Regions from separate parts of the Mus musculus genome. Here region 1 is linked to region 2. The links are chromatin contacts, called in public promoter capture Hi-C maps. All regions are on one chromosome and are shown on one strand. Each heading gives the region's core, a stretch centred on a gene start, on an enhancer-like site or on the middle of the called end of the contact. The rest is flanking DNA. Distances are from core to core; before and after follow the strand shown.

The links. Promoter capture Hi-C pulls out the DNA fragments that hold promoters and counts their contacts.
Region 1: a contact with region 2 is called in a promoter capture Hi-C map of liver, with 2.2 times the contacts expected there. The contact joins the enhancer-like site here to the promoter of Ccdc153 in region 2. A contact is called at or near these places in 4 of 39 promoter capture datasets (hematopoietic stem and progenitor cells, liver, neutrophils and 1 more), 1 of 115 datasets of contacts at active chromatin or transcription factors (pancreatic cancer cells) and 1 of 9 other capture datasets (liver).

What each region holds. Positions count from the first base shown.
Region 1 is chr9:44,538,053-44,544,011 of GRCm38.p6, reverse strand. No RefSeq gene overlaps it. Among named protein-coding and RNA genes, the nearest start is that of Cxcr5, 15 kb to the right of the region's middle. Within about 2 kb of position 3,766, at least 17 of the 459 cell types and tissues checked have an H3K27ac peak or open chromatin away from gene starts, as enhancers often do. A contact at or near this core is called in liver, where this site is marked.
Region 2 is chr9:44,238,141-44,243,514 of GRCm38.p6, reverse strand. Ccdc153 (coiled-coil domain containing 153) reads right to left here and starts at 2,838. Exons shown (of 7, transcript NM_001081369.2): 1 at 2,792-2,838; 2 at 2,439-2,517; 3 at 1,828-1,893; 4 at 382-501. The coding sequence starts at 2,508.

The DNA.
Region 1 (5,959 bases), core at 2,517-5,016, 300 kb before region 2:
GTTCTGCTGAAGAAACTGAGCTCAGAAGGGCAGGGGCCCATCCAGAAGCATCGGTTAGAACTGGGGATGCAGCTCAGTTAATATGCGAGCCTAGCTTGTGCAAGGTGCAATAAACAGTGCCACATAAACCAGTAGTGGTGCTGCGTGCCTGTAATCCAACGTGTAACGTGAAGGCAGAAGGATCGGAACTTCAAAAGTTCAAAGTCACCCATAGCTAGAGAGTTTGAGGCCCACATCTGCACATCTGGAAGTCAGGAGTCGTTGTCCAACCACAGATTCCCTGCTCAGGAGAGGAGGAAACAAGAATAAGGGGTTGAATCTGGCCTGACCCACCAGCCTTGGAAGAACATGGGAGGAGGCATGAGGCTTCCACCCTGTTTAAAGTCACAGAGTGCTTTTAAAGAGCAGAGTTCTGCTGGGCACGGTGGCCCATGCCTTTAAGTCTAGCACTTGGGAAGTAAAGGCAAGCAGATCTCTGTGAGGTAGGGGGCCAGCCTGCTCTACAGAATAAGCTCCAGACTAGCCAGAGCTACATAGTGAGAACCTGTCTCAACAACAACAATAATAAATATTAATAAAACAAAAGATAAGGCCTCAGGCTAATGATATGGCTAGTAGATGTGGGTCAAAGGCACTTGCCACCTAGCCTAGCAACCCAAGTTTACTCTCCTAAGGTAGAACGGGCTCCACAAATTGACCAATGACTTTCACATGCACAAGATAACACATGTGACCTCACCCCACATACACACACATAAGTATAATGAAAAAAAAAAAGTTTAGCTGGCCAGTAGTGGCTCATACCTTTAATCCCAGCACTCAGGAAGCAGAGGCAGGCAGATCTCCGAGTTCAAGGTCAGCCTGGTCTACAGAGTGAGTTCCAAGACAGCCAGAGCTACACAGAGAAACCCTGTCTCAAAACACTGCCAGAACAAAGTTGGGGGGGGGGGGTAAGAGAAGAAAAGGAAAAGCAAGAAGAGGGTTTCTACCACAGCCCTGCCAGCAGTGTTAACAGATTGCTTTCCTTAAGACCCAGTTTCTCTACCTGGAAAAAGTGTGCATTTGAAAGAGCACACCCCTGTAGTATGGGGTCTAAGCTCATGACACTTGAAGTGGCTATCAGTTCAAATCCCAGCTCTGCTGTGTGGCCATTGCCAGGGTTCCTAAAAATCCCATCATACCTCAGTGTTGTCACTTGTAAAGTGGTGATGACAAGACACAGAGTCGTCAGGAGGACTTGGTGAATCTACATTATCCATCACCTCTGACCCCTGGTGTGCCCTGGAACACAAGCCTTGCTCTCTTCTCAGCCTAGAATCACTTCATCAACTTGAAATCCTGTACATGTGCTGGCCAGGGCTCATGGTCAAGGAGCTCTCTGTTCCCACGTCCAGCTTCTAGACAGTCTGCTCCACTCAGTCTATCTAGAGCCTCGCAGGACAAATGCTGACTCATGTTCCTCTTTAAACCTGCCCTTCCCAAGGTCTCCCCATCTCACCGCTACCTCACTCAAGGGCAGTCCGACCCTCCCAGGTACCTCCCAGGTACCCAAGGTCAGTGTTCTTGCACCCTTCCAAAGTTCTCTGCTCTGCCTTCTCAAGTACCACAGTTGTATGTCTACTACTGTGATAAAGTACCCTGAACCACAGCAAGCATCATGCATCCCTGTAAATGCAAGGGCTTTCCTGACGGCCAGCTTGTCCCCTCCCACACTTCATCTTGTGTTACTTCTTTCTATTCTTTTTTTCTGAGATGAAGTCTTACGGTATAGCCCTGCCTAGCCTGTAACTCACTACATAGACCAGGCTGGACTCCAACTCACAGAGAGCAACCTGCTTCTTCTTTCCCTGTACTGGAATTAAAGGTATGCTCCCCGTGTTACCTGCTCCACAGATACTAATACCCTTCTATTGTAGGAGTAAATCCAGTACCCTGCCCAGTACATTTGCTCACTGTCTGTCCTTCCCCATCAGAACCCAACTTCACAGGACTCTGGAGACAGGGATCAGGCGTGCTCACAGCTTCCTCCTCAGAGCCTAGACCTGAAAACGAGACCAAAAGGCTCTTCATAATCAATACTGATTAGATATAGCCAGCACATGTTAATTCTAATAATTACTTTAGCATCTTGGAAATAGCAAGAGGAAGAAGGGGATGCTATTAGGCACTGGCATTTCACGGGGAAAACCTCCAGTGTTTATGAGACCATCCTAAGTGAAAAGTGTTCCAAAATTACATGTAACTTAGGATTAGTAACTTACAAGTAGTATAAAGAAGAAAAAAGGTGGGGGGCTGGAGATGGGAATCGGCAGCTAAGAGCACTTGCTGCTTGGTCTTCTGGAGGTCCAGTTCAGCTCCCAGTACTGCTTGTCACATGGTATAATCGTGTGTAACTCCAGCTACAGAGGCTGCGATGCCTCTTGCCCATGTACCTGCACTCACATGCACATAACACCAGCAGACATACAGGTCTACACATACATTTTTTGTTACGTTTTTTGAGACAGGGTTTCTCTGTGTAGCCCTGGCTGTCTGGGAACTCACTCTGTAGACCAGGCTAGCCTCAACTCAGAGATCTGCCTGCCTCTGCCTCCCAAGTGCTGGGATTAAAGGCAAGTGCCACCAGCACCAGGCTCAAAATATTTTTAAATTAATTCATTAAAAAGATAAAAACTACTGCTAAGGCAGTTGTTGCTCTTCCAAAGAAGCCAGGTTCAAGTCCCAGCACCTACATGGAGTTCACAAGCTTCAATCCCAGGGGATCCGACCCCTACATCTCACCTCTTAGAGAACTAGGCACGCAGGTAGTGTGCATAGACATAGGCAAACAACCCATATACATACAGTATAAACAGAATTTAAAGATTAAAATAATAAATGAATAAAATTTTAAAACAATGTATTCTCAGGCTGGAAAGGCAGCTCAGTTGGCTGCTCTTACTAAAGACACAGGTTCAATTTCTAGCACTCACACGAGGCTCACAACTACCTGTAACTCCAGACCAGGGGATCCAACACCCTCTTCTAATCTTCACAGACTCCTGTACACATATAGTACACAGACATGCACGTAAAAATAGACACACAGGCACACACACATAAAAAGCAAATTAGGAAGTGATGAGTTGGCTCAGTGGTTAAAAGCACTGGCTGATCTTCCAGAGGAACTAGTATTTGGTTCCCAGTGTCTACCGGAGACTCACAACCATCTGTAATGTAACTCCTGTCCTGGGGGATCCAAGGCTCCCTTCTGACTTGTCTGGATACTTACACAACATGTGGTGTGCACACACACACACATGCAGGCAAACACTCATGCACATAAAGTAATAAAATAAATCTAAATATTTTTTATTTCAATAACTTTAAAGAAAAATCATGTGTACTCATGATGTAGAATTATATTTTTCAGAAATAATTAAAAGAAGCCATTTGAGCTGGGCAGTGGTGGCACACACCTTTAATTCCAGCACTTGGGAGGCAGAGGCAGGTGGATTTCTGAGTTCCAGATCAGCCTGGTCTACAGAGTGAGTTCCAGGACGGCCAGGGATACACAGAGAAACCCTGTCTCGAAAGACCAAAAAAAAAAAAAAAAAAAAAAAAAAAAAAAAAAAAGCCATTTGAAAAAAATTCTTTCCCTCCCTGGGTTCTAGTTGCTTTTACTTAAACACAAATGTGTAGCTCACAGAGAGGCCTGGTGTGTACCCTGCCCTCAGAAGCTATGACTAAAGTGACACATTCCAGTGCCCTTTGCCAGTTCTGAGAGTAAATTGGTAAGAAGAAGAACACCTGTGCCCTTTGCCCTGTGCCCAGCAGTGCTGTAGGCAGCTGCCATCTGAGACCTCCAGCTGCCTCCCAGGGCCAGTGTGACTGGGGAAAAGCCCGGAGTGAGGCTGGGCTCCCCCAGTGTCCTCTTCTCTCAAATACACAGTACCCACCACTCACTCACAGTTCAGTAATCATGGATCAGAGGGGCCCTCATTAGCTGCTGGGGTCATTTCTGAGGCTTTCTCTTTGATATCTTCCCAACTCAGCCTCCTCAGACAAGAACTCAATTATTTGAGTTTCCCCCCTGCAGTTGACCAGAGCCTGTCTCCAGGACAGCAAGTTCATTTTCTAGGCACTGGGCTGGGTCATGGTGTTCGGTCCATTGTCTTGTTCTCTTCCCCATCCCAAGTCTGGGAAGTCTAAATCATTAAGTGTTTTATGGTGAACTAACTAGGCCCTGTGAGTTGCCCTCCTGTGGAGCTAGCTTCCATGCCTCTCTGGCTCTAGTCTCAGTGGTACCTGCTCTGTGGCAGCTGAAGACCCTGGAGGATTGTGGGATTGCATTGCTGCCTGAAGAATTCTGCCTGTCTTGGTTAGTCTCCTAGGTCCCTTGCTTAAGGGAATGTAGGATTTCAGGCAAGTGTTCTTCCCCCCACAACCAGCCCCCCATGATTGTTAGAGACAGAACCGAGGGCCTCAAGCCTATTGTGGATGTACAACCACTGCTGCAGGAATCGAAGGTTAAAGGCTTATTTCCCACGCTTTTGTTCATCCTTCAACAAACTTTGCTGCATATTGAGTCTGCCTATGAACCTGGCACTGTGAGGGTGGTTAAGCAGCAAGGCAGGGAGATGGCTCATTGGGTGAAGGCACTCGCCACGGAGCCTGTCGGCCTGAGGACCCGTACCGGAGAAAGAAAGAACCGACTCCTGCAAAGCTCCCTCTGACCTCCACCTCCACCTCCACCTCCACCTCCACCTCCACCTCCACCTCCACCTCCACCTCCACCTCCACCTCCACCTCCACCTCCACCATGGCATTCACGCTCTCCCCTCCATGAATAAGCGAATGGAAAACTTCTAAACAATGTTTTCAATAGAGGAGGAAGCATTTGGCAACTCCATACCCATCTCCACAGGAAAGTCAGTGCCTACCCTCCCCCACCGGGGGAGGCCTGCCTGGATAAACCCATGGGCACAGCTGCCCAGCACCCACTAGACACTGTGCACACTCGCAAGCCTCCTTTCCAGGTAGGAGTTATACTGTGTACACACAAGGAAGGGCACAGACACTTGCCAAGCGTCATGGGGTTACTGACCAGCAAAGCTTCCATACAAACCTTCAGTTCCAAGTCCCAACCTTGCTGGGAGCCTCAACATGAGCTTTACAGGCAGGGGCCCTGTACACCAGAACCCCCCCCCCTTTTCTGTCCATCAGTCCATCCATCCACTCGGTCAATCAAAGACGATGATTGGAGCACCTATGGTGTGTAAAACTTTGGGGACAAGAGGGGAAGAATGGGTCACAAACAGCTTTGCCACTAGAGCCTCTCACAACCTAGCAAGAGTGTGTAATTCTTCCATAACGTGAAAATAAGGTAGGGCATGAGAAAATGCTGGAAAAGAACCAGGTCAAGGTGGGGCAGGCGCCTCCTTGACTTTAGAGACTGTGGAGGAAGGCAGGCCCACTGAGGTGGCTTTAAGGTTGTTTAGGCTTTGGACATATGGAGATCTGGAGATTCCAGAAGGAAAGCCTATAAGCAAAGGTCAGAGGTGGGAAGGCTTACAGATACGGGTAGAGGGAAAGCTATTACAGTCCTGGTTGTTAGAAGGGATGGCAGGGCATAAATTTGGAAAAGCACGAGAGACATGCCTATTACCTGGAAAACAGAAGTGATGAATCTAGACTACGTACAGAAGACCTAATAGGCCAGGCCGCAGAGCTGACCACGTCTGTCACTGTTAGTCAAGAGATGTTGACAGGATTTCCTGTTGTGACCCTCTGTGAGGGAAGGCCAGATGGCCCCTCCATTTCTGCTCTCTCCAGATCCCATCTCACTCTGTCAGCAGCCCTGTCCCCCAGTGCTGTGTCATCAGTTGCTCACTTGCAGATGCCTGACCCACACGCACAGGCCCCCATTTGCAGCCCGGAACACTTCCTTCCTGGAGCCGAGGGGCCAAGTCATTTGGAA
Region 2 (5,374 bases), core at 1,589-4,088:
TTACACGTAGGGGAACGTCTCGGCGGAGACACAGAACTAAGAAACTTGGGAGACCTTGAAAATGAGGGAGATAGGAAAGAAGACTCTCTCCCCCATATCTGTTTAGGGGGGACTCTGGCCTTTCCTCCCACTTACTCCCAAAGGTGAAAAAGGTAAGGGCTGTCACTGCATTTTGTTCATGCCAACACCAAGCATGGAACATTAGACACCCTAGGATGTGGTGATCCGTGTTCATACCAGGGATCTATCTTTGGGTCTCTGGACCCTGCCTATGCAGGGAAGGTGAGACTAGGTATGGCAGTTGGAATCACTCTTCATTTCCCTTCCTCCAATTCCCTGACCTCCTCCAGGCCCGTCTCCTGTCCACCTGATCAAACATACCTGCATATATGGCCTTCCCTTCACTTTGGGTTCTTTCCAGTTCAGCTTCTAGCCCTTGTAACCTCTGCTTCAGCCTGTCTTCAGAAGCCTTGGCTCGGCGAGCCTCTTCCCTCTGTAGAGCTGTGAGTATCGCAGAGCCATGCTCAGGCCTGACCGTGGATCTCATAGAATCAATCACCATAGCCTTGAACTCTGCTTCTCTTTGGGAACTTGGCAGTGTCAACCTCTTATGCAGTGTCTCTCCCTGGACCCTCTTGAAACCCACAGAGTTTTCATTCCTACAGAGTCAATAGTCTCTCCGTGTTCTGGCTACTAAAAAACAATGGCTTCCCGAGCTGCAGATTAGCTTCACGGTAGACTACTTACCTATCCTGAATGGGGTTGTGATTGCGTTCTCAGAGTCAGGGGGAAGAACAACTTCTTCATCAATCTTCATTGTCTAGCCCTTCCTCACAATCCTTGCCAACAGAGAATTAGCCCTGGACATAGTCCACACTTCCAGTTCCCCAAGAACCCAGAGATGCCACGTATGCCAAGGCTGCACGGATAGTTCTATGTCAACTTGACACAAGCTAGAATTATCAGAGAGGAGGGAGCCACAACTGAGAAAATGCCTCAGGCTGGAGAGATGGCTCAGCGGTTAAGAGCACTGACTGCTCTTCCAGAGGTTCTGAGTTCAAATCCCAGCAACCACATGGTGACTCACAATCTTCTGTAATGGGATACCCTCTTCTGGAGTGTCTGAAGACAGGGACAGTACACTCATGTACATAAAATAAATAAATCTTTTTTTAAAAAAGATTAGAAGCCGGGCATGGTGGCGCACGCCTTTGATCCCAGCACTTGGGAGGCAGAGGCAGGCGGATTTCTGAGTTCGAGGCCAGCCTGGTCTACAAAGTGAGTTCCAGGACAGCCAGGGCTATACAGAGAAACCCTGTCTCAAAAAACAAACAAACAAACAAGAGAGAGGGAGGGAGGGAGGGAGGGAGGGAGGGAGGGAGGGAGGGAAGGAAGGAAGGAAGGAAGGAAGGAAGGAAGGAAGGAAGGAAGGAAGGAAGGAAGAAAGAAAATGCCTCTATAAGATCTGGCTATAGTTAAGCCTATAGGGCATTTTCTTAATCAGTGAATGATGGGGAGGGCCCAGCCCATTGTGGGTGGTGCTACCCCTTTGCTGGTGGTCCTGGGTTCTATAAAAAAGCAGGCTGAGCAAGCCATGGAGAGCAAGCCAATTAGCAGCACCCCTCCATGACTTCCGTATCAGCTCCTGTCTCCAGGCTCCTAGCTCCTCTCCTGACTTCTTTCAATAATAAACAGTGCTTTGGGTGCGCAAGCCAGATAAACCATCTCCTCCCCACGTTGCTTTGGTTGTGGTGTTTCTTCACAGCAGTGATAACCCTGACTAGGACCTGTCATTGCTGCTGTCTCCTGAGGCTCCACACTCCTTACCCAAGCGGTCCTGAAGCAGCTCCTTCTCGAGCAGCACCAGCCTGTGCTTGGCCTCAGCCTCCACACCTGTCGTGGCAAACCACGGAGTCTTAGGCTACGCTGATCTCGCCCCTGCCCTGTCTTCCTCCCGCACTTTTTGCAGGATGGGGGAAGATCACTGATACCCAATGCCAAAATCTGACAAATTCATAGCCAAGCCTTCACTGCCTTGTACTTGGTGTGTGCTCAAAAGAAGGGTGAAACAGATGACAGAGGCAAAGGACTAGAGGGGGCTCCAGGGGGAGAGAGGCAGTCTCCGGTCCCCAGCCTGGCCGAATCTGAACTCAGGGCTCTGAAGAGGAGGGCAAGAGAGCCTCACTTTAGCCAACTGTGGTGTCAATGCCTAACTAATGCCAGGCATTGTGAGCACCAGGCTGTCCCAGCACTAGGAGGACTAGGAGGATACGTTTGAGGCTTGCCTGGGTTTCTTAGTGACCCTGTGTCAAAAGAACAAAAGACAAAACCAAAACAAACGCCCTCTGTCTTGTTGCCCAGGGAGCTGGATTCCCTCTAAGGACCTTGGTGTGGACATGGACATGCAGGGGCACTGGCCTTCACCCATGGTGACTCACCAGGACTTGAATTCTTTTTCTTCTTCCGTGCCTCAGCTTTTCTCCCCCTTCCTTTGGTTTTAGGTGGCATCCCGCTGTCCTGACGAAGGGAAGACCTATGTAGGTCAGCATACAGACAGGCTTTCCTGACTCTTACACTGAGTTGGTTGGGGGTTTCTGGAGCATCAGAGTGCCAGTCTCCCAGTGCATCTTACACTTCTATAGAAGCTTCATTTCTTGGTCTCTGGGACCCTTAGGGAGGGCTGGGATCACTGAGGGAGAACAATCCTATGTGCAGCAGTCAGCTTCTTAGAGAAACTTCTGGACATCCCTTCTCTCTCCCCAACTTGTGTACTCTCCTCCTTCCTACCTACCTGCAAGACTTTCTGTTGCTTGTGTGGTGTCTCCCTGGGAAATGACATGTCATGGGGACAGTAAAGAGAGACCCAAGTAGATTGAGTCTAGGGAGGAGCCTGGGTCCTGGGAGCCAATCCAAGGTGTAAAACTTCCTCAAGAGGTGGGACCAAGAACTGGGATGTTGGGTTTCTGGATACTGCACGTTGTCCAGGCAACTGGAAAACTCAGGCAGGTGGGTGAGCTAAATCAGCTCATACAAAGGAAAGCTTCTCTTTTTACCTCCATATCCTAGCCCTAAAGAAGAGGCTTAGGAGCCGAATAGCTATTATTCATGTCTACACAGGCACTACCTGTGGTCTGGAGACTCTCCAGGCTAGGAATCTACAAACTTGCAGTCTGGGAGAGCAGTGTTTTGCAAGACATAGGGAAAGCAGGGATAGCGGCCATCACAGCTACTTTATATCTGGAGGTTTCGTGTGAACACAGTGACATTATTTACTTTAAAACAGAAGGTTTGGGGGCTGGAGAGATGGCTCAGTGGTTGAGAGCACTTGGCTGCTCTCCCAGAGGTCCCGAGTTCAATTTCCAGCAACAGCATGGTGGTTCACATCCATCTGTAATGGTATCGGATGCCCTCTTCTGGTGTGTCTGAAGACCACCAGATACATAAAATAAATAAATAAATGTTTTGTTTGTTTTTTGTTTTTTGTTTTTGTTTTTGTTTTTTTTTAAACAACAACCTGAAGGTTTGCCTCAAAAAGGCTACTGTGGTGTGTGAGGGAAACATGTTCTGACACAGGTAGTTGAAAGGATGCTGACCCACAAAGAGGAACACAAATTAGACAAGAGTCTGGAGTTCAGCTACTTAATTTTGCTCAGCTTGTATTTCTTGGTGTATAAGTTTTGTAGCTCCTGAAATCCCCAGACGTCAGTGCAGTGTTTACAGGACTCCTTTTTCCCTCTCCAGTCAATCTTGCCTTCTCCCACTATTTCTTTATGAGGTTTAATCTGCAGGCAGGGGTTTAGCAGCCCCCAGGCTCCCTGCAGCATAAAGTTGCTTAGGGCTCCCTCTAGTGGACTTGCTTGACCGCCTGCACCTCCTAAAGTTTGCAGTTGGTAATTTCTTGGGCAATATTGGGGGAGATCCCCTTTACGGGGTGTTTTTTAGTATCTTATGTATAATTAAAATTTGATTGTTGGCAGAAAGCATGACGGGAAGCCCTCCCTCCATCTGGGAGAGATCCGTCTGGACCTGTGCCATCTCTGGGCACCATAATGTCACCATACATAGAATTTAAACAAGCCTTCCTCCCTGTGGATTATGGAACCTACAGATCCTTTTTAGGCATGTCTGTCCATTCTAGTCCCTGAAAATGTTGGTCAGTTGCATATTATTAGAAGCAAATCTGCCGAAACAGACACAAGATGTGGGACTATGAAATCACTTCCAGAGCAAGCGGAAGGTCAATACCTGTTTTATTTAACTCCGTAGCACTTTAGATACTGTAAGAGAGAGTTTTAATTTTTATTTTTGATTATGTTCTTTATGTGTGGGTTTGTGAGCACAGTGCCGGGGGGCGGGGGAGGCTACAAGAGAGCTTTGGAGTCCCTTGGAGTCGGAGTTACGGGTAGTTGTGAGCAGCCCACCAGTGTGGTGCTGGAAACCAAATTCGAGTCCTCTTCATGAGCAGGACTCACTTTTAACTGCCGAGCCATGTCTCCAGCCCCGGCTCTGGACACTTTATAGAGCAAAGAGTCCTACTTGTCGTTGTGATGCTTACAGCCCCTGTAACGTAGGGCTGGTGACCCCGTACACAGGTCTCAGATATGGAGAAATCTCATTTTTCATCACGTTTTCATTTATTCTTCCTTTAGAATCTCCGGTCCTTTCCCAGGAGCTTCTCAGGGACTTCTTTCCCTGAATCTCTGTCACTCACGTTTGTGCTTGGAAGGACACATTGGGGATGACAGAACACAACCTAGACCTCATGTTTTAGGAGATCGTGTATTTTACAAATGAGTTCAGTCAACTGACTCTCAGGTGCAGGATCAGGATGTGGTTTGAGGTCAAGGTGAAGTGGAGAAAAAAAAAGGTGCCATGTGTCACGTGATGAACTGGTCCCAACGGAACCCAGAAAGGGGTTGGCGTTGTGCTCAGCAATTCAGCCCCTCTTTAGAAAACAAACCAAATAAAAACTGTGAGAAAAAGGCCAACCTTCCCTTCTCTTTTTATTGACTTCAGTTTAGAAGCGACGATAGGAAAGATCGTTTCTGATCTCACTGTCTCTGTTAATTTTTTTTTTTTTTTTTTTTGGGCTGGGGAAGCTGGAGAAATGGGTCAGTAGTTAAGGGTACACGCTGCTCTTGGAGAAGACCCATTCAAGTGCACACACACATTCAGATTGTTAAAATTAAATCTTAAAAACTTGTATTACATTTAGTGTGTGGTCAGAGGACAGCCCATGGGGACTTGGTTCTATCCTTCTCCCATGTGGATCTGTGGGATTGAACCCAGGTCGTTGAGTCTGGCAGCACATACCTTTACCGACTAAGCCATCTTGTTGGCTCCCTGTCCTCCTTTGAATAAGATCTATCCAGGA